4 separate regions of the Mus musculus genome follow, and all the other regions are linked to region 4. A link is a contact called in public HiChIP or PLAC-seq data. All regions are on one chromosome and are shown on one strand. The core of a region is the stretch at or near the end of the contact, and the rest is flanking DNA. Distances in the headings are between cores, read along the strand shown. Region 1 has its middle 38 kb from the start of Gm24696. Region 2 has its middle 180 kb from the start of Gm24696. Region 3 has its middle 210 kb from the start of Gm24696. Region 4 has its middle 30 kb from the start of Gm38563.

Region 1 (3,223 bases), core at 72-2,571, 270 kb after region 4:
GGGTGGGTAGGGACTGGGGAATACATCTGGAATGAGATCACAGTATGAACATGATAATGGTCAAAATCCATTGCACACAATTCCTAGAGAACTCTCAGAAAAGAGAAGCATTCAGCTAACATTGGGAGAGTATCACGTGGGAATGCCTATTGTGTTCAGGAACAAGACGTCATTAGGACTGAGACTTCAATGCAGTGTGTTATACCGAGACACCAAGAACATGATGTTTTATGATCCTAGACACCAAAAATATGATGGCATAGTCTGTACTTGACCGGTAGCATTCTAATGAAGAACATCAAGGCAAGGCACATGAAGATGTCACATCATGTCTTGAAGAGTGACAGGAAAGTTTCAAAAAAAAAAAAAAAAAGATTACAAATAGCCTAAGTTTTAAATCAGCAATGGACTATTCAAAGGGGGGAGAGATTAGGGAGAAGAGTTAACAAGGACATAGACAGTGAAGGATGTGAACGCCTTCGGGAGACCCAGCATGGTTTAAGAGCAGAGGCAGTACATGGAAGGAAAGCTAGGCGGGTAAGTGCCAGGAACTCAAAAGCAGGCACAATATGCCTTCTTACTTCCTTCTTCCTGCACTATATAACTGTCCTTTCTCAGCTTCTTTTCACTGTAGCATGATGCAGAAAACTCAATGTTGCACGAAGCTCTCTGGCTTGATTTCTAGCAGTGCATACACTGGCCGTGGAGGTACCCACCTAAAATCTCAGAACTTGGGGAGTAAAGGCAAGATCAGATTTTCAGGGATACAGAGAAGATTTAAGGCCAACCTGGTCTACATGAGACTCTGATTATAAACTATAAAACTAAATTAAAAACTAAAGGGGGGAGGGGGCTAAGAGAAGAGAAAACCATACAGGGTAGCTTTCAGTCATTCGGATCACTTGGGGTGGCATACACCACACTGCAGATGAGCCAACGGATGTGCAAGGTCAGAACATAACCTTCTGTCAACACGTAGCCCGACACAGGGTCCCCAGCCCCCACAACATTAGCAAGAAAATAAGAACGCCTGCCCAGCTGTCTTGCTGGCTGTCACTGGGTAAATTATCTTTTATTAAGGATCTGTAATTGTTCTCCACTGAGCTGTGACCTAAATTTAGTAGTTCTGAGGAGTGAGACCCAGCCAACAGGATTTCCCTGAGAACACGATGAAGTTCCTGCATCAATTCAATTCATTAGCTAGAAAAAGAACAAGCGGCCAGTTCTTTCTTTTTTTTTTTCTTTCCCATTCTCCAGTGAGCCGTTTGTTTGTTTAGTTTGACCACATTTTTTTTTTCTTCTTGGATCCAGTCTGAGCCTCTGTAAGGACAGCACAGCTCATTCAAACACTTCCTGTCACATTAGCTCCCAAGGCAGAAACCAAGTAACACTATGTAAATCTTGCTGGTAAGACCCTCCATTTACTTCTTGGGGATTTTCAGCATAAGGAGAAGAAATGTCCTCAAGTAGTCAGGATGATTTGGGGTGAGGGGAAGAAAACTCAGCTTACTAGAATCACTAAAGCAACAGAAGAATAGACAGAGAAGGAGGGGAAAGGCAACACTGGTTAAAAGCTATCGTGAAAACTTTTGTGTAAGAAAGGTCATGAGAGGGACAGCCTCTACTAGAGACATTACTTCCAAAACCTGTTTTCATCATGACAATCTAATGAAGGCCAGAAAATAAAGTCACTCAATTTGGATACAGTTTCTAAAGATCTGTGCAAAATTTAGGGCCACATCTTCTTCCTCTAATCCCAGAGTTTTCCTTCAGTTCATCATTAACTTTTTGCCATGACAGTCTGGACTTGGGATCTGTCATGGATGTGCACCCTGTAAAGTCTCATGTATGGGTACCCACACATAAAAGAAAAAGAATATTCAATTTTAACAACATTCTTATTTGTTTTTCTTAACAATTCTTTTTTTTTTTTGCTGTTTTTTAATTAGGTATTTTCTTTATTTACATTTCAAATGTTATTCCCTTCCCTAGTTTCCCCTCCAAAAAAAACCCTATCCCCTCCCCCTGTTCACCAACCCACCCACTCCTGCTTCCTGGCCCTGGCATTTCCCTACACTGGGGCATAGAGCCTTCATGGGACCAAGGGCTTCTCCTCCTATTGATAACCGACTAGGCCATCCTCTGCTACATATGCATCTGGAGCCATGAGTTCCCCCATGTGTACTCTTTTGTTGGTGGTTTATTCTTTAACCCACCAATTTCCTTTTTCTGCCACCCTATCGGAAACTTCCTGATGACCAATATGTTACTGTAAAGATAGTTCATATACCTCTGCATGAATAAAGAAAAATGTCCCACGACATCCTTAGAAAACTTAATCTTGCTAGATATGTAATGTGGTCTGTAGAGTGTTTGCATAACATGTATGATGCCCTGCGTTCCATACCTAACACCACATAAAAACAGACATTCTGGCATGCACCAATAATCTCAGCACTCAGGAAGTGGAGATAGATTAGAAGTAGAGGCCAGTCTGAAATACATGAGAACGTTTTATTTAAAAAGGAAAGAGGTTTAGTGTTTTATTAAGAGGCTAAGATATCCATACCCTAACAGTAACTTAGTGACATTGTGCTGTCTCTGATTTCTCAGTAGTTTCATAGCAATGTAGTGAAGTTGGCTGAGCAGGTAACTTTATCTCTGTAACACTCTGAGTATACTAAGAGTAAAGCAGTTGAGGCTTTACGCTGTAGTCAATGGCAGACGATAGTATAAGTGCCAGAGTTCATTGCCTAGAGCATTTCTGAGTCTACTGTAATGATGTTCAAGTTTTCTTTTGAGATTCTGAAAGCCCAATGTCAAATGATGACTCAAGAGAGAACTTTGGCATCTGTGGCTGAAACTACTTAGAACAAAACATCACAATGTCTTGGAAGACAAGTCTGCCGAAGGTGATTCAGATTTAGTCTCATAGCAACTCAGAAATTTCATGGTTGGACAAAAGTAGATAAATTATTAATTTTAAGTTTCCAGTTTTAGAGAAAGCAACAGCCTATGGCAGAGTATACAGCCTATACTATGTACCACCACTGACAGCTTTTCTGAGCAGCTAATAAGTCATTATAGGTAGATGCAATTTTGAAACATAAAGTGCTTTAGAAACTATCATCATTTGATTGTCAAGAGTTAATGGTGGCTTTTTGCATTCAAGGTCACCAACCAACTTACCTTAACATGGCTAACAGCAGCCATAGACAGACAT
Region 2 (3,199 bases), core at 33-2,532, 410 kb after region 4:
CTATTGTGTTACTTGGTACTTACATGTTACTTGGTGATAGGTTTTTGTGGTGGTAGTACTGATGGTGGTCGTGACGGTGGTGCAAGTGGGAGTGGTATTGTTGAGTCTTGATTCAGAAATCAGGAGGGTATTGAAGTATTCATGGGTTGTATCATTTTGATAACCAGGCACTATTGGGTGATAACACTGATTTCCAGTGTAAGCCAAGAATTTGCAGGAAGTTCAGGATGCCTTTTTCTTTTCTTCTCTTCTCTTCTTTTCTCTTCTCTTCTCTTTTCTTTCTTTCTTTGTTTTTTTTTTGTTTGTTTTTTTGTTTTTTAATGAACATTAGGACCTCATGAGTGGATAAGCACAGGCAACTGAAATTTTTGTTCTCTATAGGGTCCTCCTAAATTCTTAAATTTTCATTGCTTCAGGACTTGCATTTTCACAGGAATTAAACAATGGATATAAAAGAAGAGAGATAAACAATCACACCCAGAGTGACTTCCCACTCTTCATTGTCTCATGCAAAGGAAAGAAATTCTTTGGGTGAGTTCCTTCCAAAGCAAACATCCTGAGCACCTAGGCATCCCACTTGTGGATCACAGTAGCCAGCAGGATGACTCACTGGTATTCATGGAACTCCCTGTTGCCAGTGAATTACACTGAGAAGTTTCTAGGCAGCCACATTGCTGGCGATGAAGAGGTCGGGGGCTAGGAGTTGCCCAAATGGGTCACTTTCTAGAATGGTTCTTGATATACTGAGAACTGGGATCTTGGTATTCTAACAGGATCTTTTCTACCGGTAGCATATGCACTTATAGAGCGAGGGAATTAAAATGCAGTGGGTTAAGTTGAAAGCTTAATGCCATGCCATCTGCAAAAACTCAATACTTTTCAAGCTTATATACCCTGCACTCTATCTAAACTACTTGTCCTGCCATCTGCTTTTGTTCTGTAAATAACTATTCCCAATCCAACTGCCTACTGAACAACTAGCCAATGATTCAGTTAATAATTATAAACCTTAACAATCCAGCAAGCAACCACATACAAAGGAACTAGATATCACTTGTCTGAATATTTGATAGTCATGCAAGACCGAAAATGGGCCTTCTGGAACAACAGTCATGTTGGGAACTGTTGGGGAAGGGGCAGGGTGGGGTGGATTGGTGGGTTTTGAATGAAACGTTGCCTTAACGGTCCCAGTTCAATCTTTCCCACACAAGCTCAAGCCCACATCTCACAGAAGTATTATATCTGTTCACTTCCTTGTACTTCGCTCCAAGAATGAGTGAGTCATGGTTTAAGGACAAATTCTTAACATAGGTGCTACAGGCAAACAAAGGAAAACCAAACGCCTCATTCTTCTATTTCTCCTTTAAAAGGAAACTCATGCTGGAGGCATTTGGGTAACATTCCTTTTATATAACAGCACGAACTTCATCTGAAGGAAGAAACAGTGCAGCTGTAGAAACGGGTAGGTGTGGGATTGCTCTTCTCTCACCTATGACCCTTCCTGGCCGTATCTTAATGTAATACCACAAGTTCTGGGCCAGCACTGAATGTGAAGGTGGGACATGGAAAAAGGACATACAGAAGAGGCAGCATGCTTGTCCTGTGTTAGGACATGATGAGGCAGGCTCTTTAAATGCATGGGTGGCTCAGATAGATGGGCTGGGGTTATATCCTGTTCTGATGTTTATTGGCTGTGTGATTCTGGCAATGTAGTAGAGGACTGCTGTGAGTTATCACACCGTTGGAAAAATCAGGATTATATCAAAAGTTAATAGATAATTTATGTTCAGCTGTGTCTGATACACATAGATTCACTGAACCCTGTAGAGTTCAGTGCTGGCTTCTTCTTCAAGACGAGAAACTGATTTTCTTTGTTTTAGGTTTTTGGTTTTGTTGTTGTTTGTTTGTTGTTTTGTTTGGCTTTCATTTTGCCCTGTATTTGAGACTGAAGAAGAACTTACAGGAATGTTCTAGAAACAGGAGAAATTAACTTGTCTCAACAATAGCTCAGATGTGAGACCTCAGAGCTAACCACACATTAACTGCTTTGTGGTCAGATTAAAAAAAAAAGCATGCAGGCCATCTTTACTCCTAATAATTTCTGCATCTCAGAATATGAAAAACTTTTATGTAATATCTTAGATAGTTTCTATTAATCTATTAATCTATCAATGTCCTGAATAGATTTGGTGGTTGCTCTTTGGAACCATTTCACACTGGTAGTGTATCAGATGGCACTCAGAAACATAGGCAGGCAGTGCTTAAATGAAAGAGGTTCCATTCTTCTCTTGTAGAACAGCATTGTCTCCTTCCAGCCAGATCACCATCATTAATTTTATTTAACAGTCTTTTTGAAGAGACATTTTTTTCACTCGTACTATTTCTACTGTGCCACTTCCTGTGTCAGGACATTCGTCCTTTGTGTGTAACTGTTCTCTATGTCCCCTGCTTTGCTTTCTGAGTTTGCTCCCCACATCTGAACTGGAATCACTCCCTTATTGGCTGTGAGGTGCTATCTCCTAGCAACATCAGAAGCTACACTCAAAAGATCTAACCAACCTGACTGTCCAATGTGAAATGAACAAGGATGGACAAAGATGATAGCAATGGACTTTCAAAGTGGATGGAGTCCCTGAGGTCTCTGCCCTAAACAAGGAACTATTGATAAGTGAGCAAAGCTAGGAGTGGGAGAGATGATCTTTCTCAGGGAAGAACACACTAATTGGTTATCCAACACCAACTGATCAACCTTAAAAGCATAAGTAAAAGGAACATTATATAGTCTGAAGAGGTTATATTTAGGAATATTTATGCATATATGTGTATATGTATAAATGTTTATGTGGGTATGTATATGTGTATATTTATATATCTGTATATGTATATTTAGGAATATGTATATGTATATATGCATACATACCTGCATGCAACAACAATTAAGGAAAAAAGAGGTCATGAATTTAAAGGAGAGTGAGGATTTGGAAGGAGAAATGTTATAATTGTATTACAATCTCAAAAAATTCCAAACATAATATTTATTCATAGAAAAAAACAATAAAGACAATTTACACAATATGTTCCTCACAATATGCTATACATTTGTAATCAGTGGATTCTGATGACAAATAATTATCTTTCCACTAATTCCTAGATTTAATTTCTATTTTTAACTTATGATTTCTCCATTTTTCCAATAGTC
Region 3 (3,298 bases), core at 696-3,195, 440 kb after region 4:
GATATGGTTCATAAAAAAATGTTCTATGGATTGTTATAACCCAGGGCTCAGCAGAGTTCCTGGGACACAGGTGGTGCTTGTATGATTTACAAAGGAAGCAAGGTCCAGCATTCTCAGTATGAATGAACAGTCTCACTTCATCTTAAACTATATGGTACAGTCACATATACTTACTAGGTTTGATTGGATTCCCTAAATCCATAAGCCCTTTGAGACATTCTTGTCAATGCACCTACTTTCTATTTCTTGGATATTCCCACTCTGACCTCAGCCTGTGCTTCACATGTTTGGCACTTGGTCATCACTCAAAGAGCTACTCGAAAATCAACTTTCATATGCCACCTGTTTTGGTCTGTATTCTTGGCCAACCCATTCTAACTGTCTTCCTGTCCTATCCTATTCCCTTTGTTGCAATACACAGCAATCACTTGTTAGGTTTTTTCATGTGTGTAGTCCATTTTTCTTGTGTGTTCTCTGTTCATATGCCCTAAAATATTTGTGGAGACAAAAAAATCCAATATACACCTTATCTTCACGTCCTGGCAGTTAAGTCAGAGAATGAAATAAATATAGTAAAAGGAATTAGTGACAGTTTAAAAAAAAAAAAACAGCTAAGATTGTCTAACATGGACACCATCTCAGACAAGCCTCCCTATTTCATGAATAACTCTCTACAGCCTCACACAATTGCAGCCTGCATCCTTGTCCCCAAGCTATTCAGCTAACTGTGTGGTTTCAGTGGCTGGCTGGAGCTGAACGTCTCACAAGGGGAGGAAGCAAATATTTGGCAGGCTCATTTGCCAAAAGAGTCATTGCTCCTGATTAAAAAGCAATTAATTATGGGAATCCAGAACTGAAAATGGCTTTCTTGTCCCTGGGCCACCCTTCTCTGAATGACTTGGGCCGTCCAGGGCAAGTCAGGACATAAAAGTAAAATCAAGCCATGTGCACTGAAGCCACACTGAAGGTTTGACAATAAAAGCTGATGAGAAGGAAGGGCCACAGATAAGGTGACCTGAGTGCAGAAGACTCTAAAGAACATGCCTTTGAACTTGTAATGGAGTGAAGGAAGAAAAGACTCTTGTAATTAAAAGAAGTCATACTAATTAAAACAAAACTGAGCCTACATTAAAGAAAGATAAGATTTACTGCACTGGGAATACCAAAGGAGCCCAGGCAGAGTGCTGTCAAAGGATGAAGCAACCAAGATAAGCCTCTTCCAGCTCAGAGTAGAGGGTATGAGTTTGAAAACAAAGTAGGCTTTGCCTCTGCCACCCTGTCAGTTCGAACTTTATTTTTCTGTCAGTGTGAACTTTGGGTCTTACTCCAATGATTCTTGACCTAGTTGGGGCACCAGGCTTCAAACAACATGTTTGATTACATTGCTCAGCCAGTGGAAGATTCCTTCGCTTTCCCCCATTTAAAAAACAAAACATGCATTCTCATCTCATTTAAAACAAACTAAGTTAGCAAGTTCACAGCTGCAAATTAGGTATGTCTTAATAACTCCCAAATGCAGGGATGTATTCAACAGATATTCAGTTAGTTCCCAACTTCCTGTACATTTCATGAGTAAGGAATGTTAAGGTCTAGAATGTTACATTGTGGGGATGGGGGCGGAGGATAGCCAATGTTGTGACAAATGGCAGAAAATGCAGGTATGGAGTCAGTATACTTTGTTTAAATCCCCTTTTCTATTTGCTCAATAGCCATGTCTTAAGGTTTGAATGTCAAATTTCCCTCACAAGCTCATTTGCTTGAATGTCTCATCTCCAGCAGGTAACTCTTGTTTTATAGGTTTGGGAATCTTTAGGAGACAGTCTTAGATGCAAGATGTGGGTCACTACAGGGAGGAGCTTTAAAATATAGCCCAGGCTTGCTCTGGCTCTCCTACATCCAAATCATCTCAGATGTGAGCAAGCAGCTTCAAACTGCTGCCACCACAGCTATGAGTCATTCCCATGGCCACACTTTTCCAGCCACAATGGACTCCATTCCTTCAAACCTAAAAGATTCTTCCTCCTTGATGTGTCACAGCAATGAGAGACTAGCATACAATGTGACAGTGATCCTAACTGCACTGACTATCCTGTTCATGAAAGTTTATATTCTTTTTTTAATTAGGTATTTTCTTCATTTATATTTCCAATGCTATCCCAAAAGTCCCCCATACCCTCCCCCTCACTCCCCTACACACCCACTCCCACTTCTTGGCCCTGGAACTCGCCTGTACTGAGGCATATAAAGTTTTTAAGACCAAGGGGTCTCTCTTCCCAATGATGGCTGACTAGGTCATCTTCTGATACATATGCAGCTAGAGACATGAGCTCTGGGGGTACTGGTAAGTTCATATTGTTGTTCCACCTATAGGGTTGCAGATCCCTTTAGCTCCTTGGTTACTTTCTCTAGCTCCTCCATTGGAGGGCCTGTGTTCCATCCATTAGCTGACTGTGAGCATCCACTTCTGTGTTTGCCAGGCACCAGCATAGCCTCACAAGAGACAGCTATATCGGCGTCCTTTCAGCAGAATCTTGCTGGTGTATGCAATTGTGTCAATGTTTGGAGGCTGATTATGAGATGGATTCAAGGGTGTGGTAGTCTCTAGATGGTCCATTCTTTTGTCTCAGCTCCAAACTTTGTATCTGTAACTCCTTCCATGGGTCTTTTGTTCCCAATTCTAAGAAGGGGCAAAGTGTCCATACTTTGGTCTTCGTTCTTCTTGGGGTTCATGTGTTTTGCTAATTGTATCTTGTATCTTGGGTATTCTAAGTTTCTGGGCTAATATCCACTTATCAGTGAGTACATATCATTTGAGTTCTTTTGTGATTGTGTTACCTCACTCAGGATGATACCCTCCAGGTCCATCCATTTGCCTAGGAATTCCATAAATTCATTCTTTTTAATAGCTGAGTAGTACTACATTGTGTAAATGTACCACATTTTCTGTATCCATTCCTCTGTTGAGTGGCATCTGAGTTCTTTCCAGCTCCTGGCTATTATAAATAAGACTGCTATGAACATAGAGGAGCATGTGTCCTTCTTACCGGTTGGAACATCTTCTGGATATCTGCCCAGGAGAGGTATTTCGGGATCCTCCAGTAGTACAATGTCCAATTTTCTGAGGAACCACTAGACTGATTTCCAGAGTGGTTGTACAAGCTTGCAATCCCACCAACAATGAAGGAGTGTTCCTCTTTCTCCACATCCTCACCAACATCTGCTGTCACCTGAATTTTTGATCTTAGCTATTCTGGCTGGTGTGAGATGGAATCTCAGGGTTGTTTTGATTTGCATTTCC
Region 4 (2,907 bases), core at 96-2,595:
ACTTCAAGAGACTGTTGACATGACTGGTGGCCTTTCACATCCAATCAAAGGAGTTTATAATCAAAAAAGAGGTAAAAGGAAGAGACCACTGCTCCCTACCCAAACTAGGACAAATCACACAGGTATGGGCTAAAATCCCCAGACTTTCACTTTGTCTGGAAACCGGGATACTGACCCTGTTATTTCTCCCAGAGTCACATTCTCAGATGTGCCGACATAATGGGGATCTCCAGGGCTTGTTCCCCACCTCCCTGAGAATGCTACCAGAATTCCCTTCTGCTAAACCTCATATACCTATCATGTCTGTTGTCACTTGTCTCATGTTTGTCTTTCACTTAGAAACAAAGTCACAGAACGCTTAGAGCATGCATCTTGGAGCAAATGTGTTCAAGGTTCAAGCTTCTACTATTCCCTTACTTTACTTGGTCATTCAGACTTAATACAACATACATGACCATCTGTGTAGGCCTCATGATGCATGGAAACCTCCAAACAAAAGTTATTAGCTGTGGTTATAATGCTTTAACTGAATGAATGGAAGTGGGCTGACTGAGTTCAATTTTTTTGACATTTTTGTTACATGGCTCCATAGGTAGCCACCATAGCCTTAGTCTTCAGTGGCTATAAATTTGGAATAATCACGATGTCTATTTTGGAGAAGCTGGTATGGAAGTGGTGGAGAGAAAGTGAATAGTTTTGCCCCTGATCTCAGAAGGCTTTCAGTAGAACCAACTCTCCACTTTCAGCACTTAGTCTGAGGCTGACATCTAGTAGGAACTGTTAGAGTTATAGATTCTAACTTTCTTGCCTAATAATTCCCTTCACACTCACCTCTCCAAACAGATGCACATACACACACATGCCATAGCCTCTTACCACTTACATACACGTCTCATATACACACATACCTCCCACAACACATGATGTTCACCAGACCACATTTTCCATATATACTATGCATTGTGTATCTTCTGAACACCCACATACACATACTATAGACAAAAGCACCACATATATCATACACACTATATACATATGAACAAACACCATTCAATACACACATCGATGAATCACAACCACAAGACATACTTCCACAGATATATACAATATGCAAACATAGCACTCACAACATAGGTACACAACTAAGATACTGGACACACATATAGTCTACTCATACACACACACACACACACACACAGAGAGAGAGAGAGAGAGAGAGAGAGAGAGAGAGAGAGAGAGAGAGATTTCTCTCAGCTACTCAGCTGAGCCTAGAGGAACTGTGCACTGTGCAGGTTTCATGATACAATGATTCAGCTTGCAGGCCTGTTGCTGCAGGCAGGAGGTTTCCCATCAGCTGTAGCCACCTCCCTGGAAAGGCATGTGGGAAGAATTCCAAATTCATAGTTTAGCCTGAGGAAAAGGGTGTGGAGTTATGATATTTTCCCTTTACAGATTGTTAAATAACATGGGCCTAAGCCAATACATCATTTCTCCAAGTTGAGGTATAGGTGAGGCTGTTTACCCTTTCTGAAGTTCTGCAGAGCTCTAATGAATTCTGTGTCATCATTTGCTACATTTCCTCTAGAGCAAGGAGCTATGAGCAAAAGTCATCATAGCCACAGGGTCCCACTGCGAGTTGTGCTCTGGATAATCTCTCTCATTCAGGGGTCTTAAAGCATTTCCCATTTTTAAGATACCTAGCCATGGCCCTCAACACATGGACCTCAGTCCAACTGAAATTAGCATCAGGCATTTGCCTTGTTCTGGTGAAGATCTAGAGAGTCAAATTTGGAAGAGCAAGTTTGATGGTTCTGATACAGACGGAAACACAAACAACACTCAGGGAAATCCCAGATTTCCTTGGTTCCTGGGTGGAAAAACTCACCCTCAGTCATTTAAAACCATCTGAGGCAGGGAGTTGACAGCACGGCGAGAACCAGGCCTCATGTCTTCCTGCAGTGGGTCTACTGTTTTTCAAGTATTTTAGTCCAAGTCACTGATTTTTCTTCCTTTTAGATCACTAAGAACTTTAGATACACTCAGGTAGAAGCAGTAGAAATCATTGAGCTTTCCTCCAAGGGCAAATGGATTCTCCTGGGGAGCCAGTACCCCTGAGGGAGTCAGTTTTGCCTATAGAAGTAATTTATTTTATGTCAAGTCTACTGGCTAGCACCAATTCTCAGCCAAGCTGGACAACTTCCAGCTGCAGAGGCTTAAGAAGGAAGGATTGAATTTCCGTGTCAGGTTCCCTTGTGCCTTACTGTTCAGAAACCAAACTTCTCCAAAGAAAGGCACCTCAAAAGTTCATCGACTTTCTGGAAAGGCAGATCTGTTGTCAGAAATTGCAAGCCCTAACTCTGGCCCATGATCTGTTTTATAAATAAAGTTTTATGGGAAAAAAAGTCCAGCAATTCATTTATGTATTTTCTTATGTTGTATGTGTGCAAAAATGGCAGAGTTGCAACATAGACCATACAACTGAAACATCTTCAAATACTTACCATCTGCATTTTAATGGGAAATATTTGTTAATATTGGCTTAGATTGTTGCTTGGGATAATTCTGGGGGCCTTGAAACATATAATTGAATTGATCAGCCAAAAGAAAGTAACATAAACTACTATGCTGAATAGCACATCATGTTGGTATGATCACAGAATTGTAAAGACTCTGGGAAACTGTCTTGGTCACTTCTGAGACTTATTTAGTAGATGGTTAATCTTTTCATTAGATGTAATGAATAGTGTTTTATTTCAAGGATTCTGTTGGAGGATGTATTAAATATACACTAAGTCAGGTCTTTATTAAGCACCAGGCATTTCTTACATACTGTGTCCTTCCTCTTTCTAACCTAGTATTACATATGGTTGGCTTTGAGCCATGATTACATACAGAGCTTTCCTTTCT

The links. HiChIP or PLAC-seq counts read pairs in DNA pulled down with a chosen protein or histone mark.
Region 1: a contact with region 4 is called in a FOXA1 HiChIP or PLAC-seq map of pancreatic cancer cells. The contact joins two enhancer-like sites. A contact is called at or near these places in 1 of 15 datasets of contacts at CTCF or cohesin (the NIH/3T3 cell line), 1 of 484 Hi-C or Micro-C datasets (neural progenitor cells) and 1 of 115 datasets of contacts at active chromatin or transcription factors (pancreatic cancer cells).
Region 2: an HNF4G HiChIP or PLAC-seq map of pancreatic cancer cells shows a contact between it and region 4. The contact joins two enhancer-like sites.
Region 3: a CTCF HiChIP or PLAC-seq map of the NIH/3T3 cell line shows a contact between it and region 4, with 6 read pairs. The contact joins two enhancer-like sites.

What each region holds. Positions count from the first base shown.
Region 1 is chr15:61,394,415-61,397,637 of GRCm38.p6, forward strand. No RefSeq gene overlaps it. Among named protein-coding and RNA genes, the nearest start is that of Gm24696, 38 kb to the left of the region's middle. Within about 2 kb of position 1,322, at least 51 of the 459 cell types and tissues checked have an H3K27ac peak or open chromatin away from gene starts, as enhancers often do. A contact at or near this core is called in pancreatic cancer cells, where this site is marked.
Region 2 is chr15:61,531,654-61,534,852 of GRCm38.p6, forward strand. No RefSeq gene overlaps it. Among named protein-coding and RNA genes, the nearest start is that of Gm24696, 180 kb to the left of the region's middle. Within about 2 kb of position 1,283, at least 64 of the 459 cell types and tissues checked have an H3K27ac peak or open chromatin away from gene starts, as enhancers often do. A contact at or near this core is called in pancreatic cancer cells, where this site is marked.
Region 3 is chr15:61,561,591-61,564,888 of GRCm38.p6, forward strand. No RefSeq gene overlaps it. Among named protein-coding and RNA genes, the nearest start is that of Gm24696, 210 kb to the left of the region's middle. Within about 2 kb of position 1,946, at least 20 of the 459 cell types and tissues checked have an H3K27ac peak or open chromatin away from gene starts, as enhancers often do. A contact at or near this core is called in the NIH/3T3 cell line, where this site is marked.
Region 4 is chr15:61,125,981-61,128,887 of GRCm38.p6, forward strand. No RefSeq gene overlaps it. Among named protein-coding and RNA genes, the nearest start is that of Gm38563, 30 kb to the right of the region's middle. Within about 2 kb of position 1,346, at least 30 of the 459 cell types and tissues checked have an H3K27ac peak or open chromatin away from gene starts, as enhancers often do. A contact at or near this core is called in the NIH/3T3 cell line and pancreatic cancer cells, where this site is marked.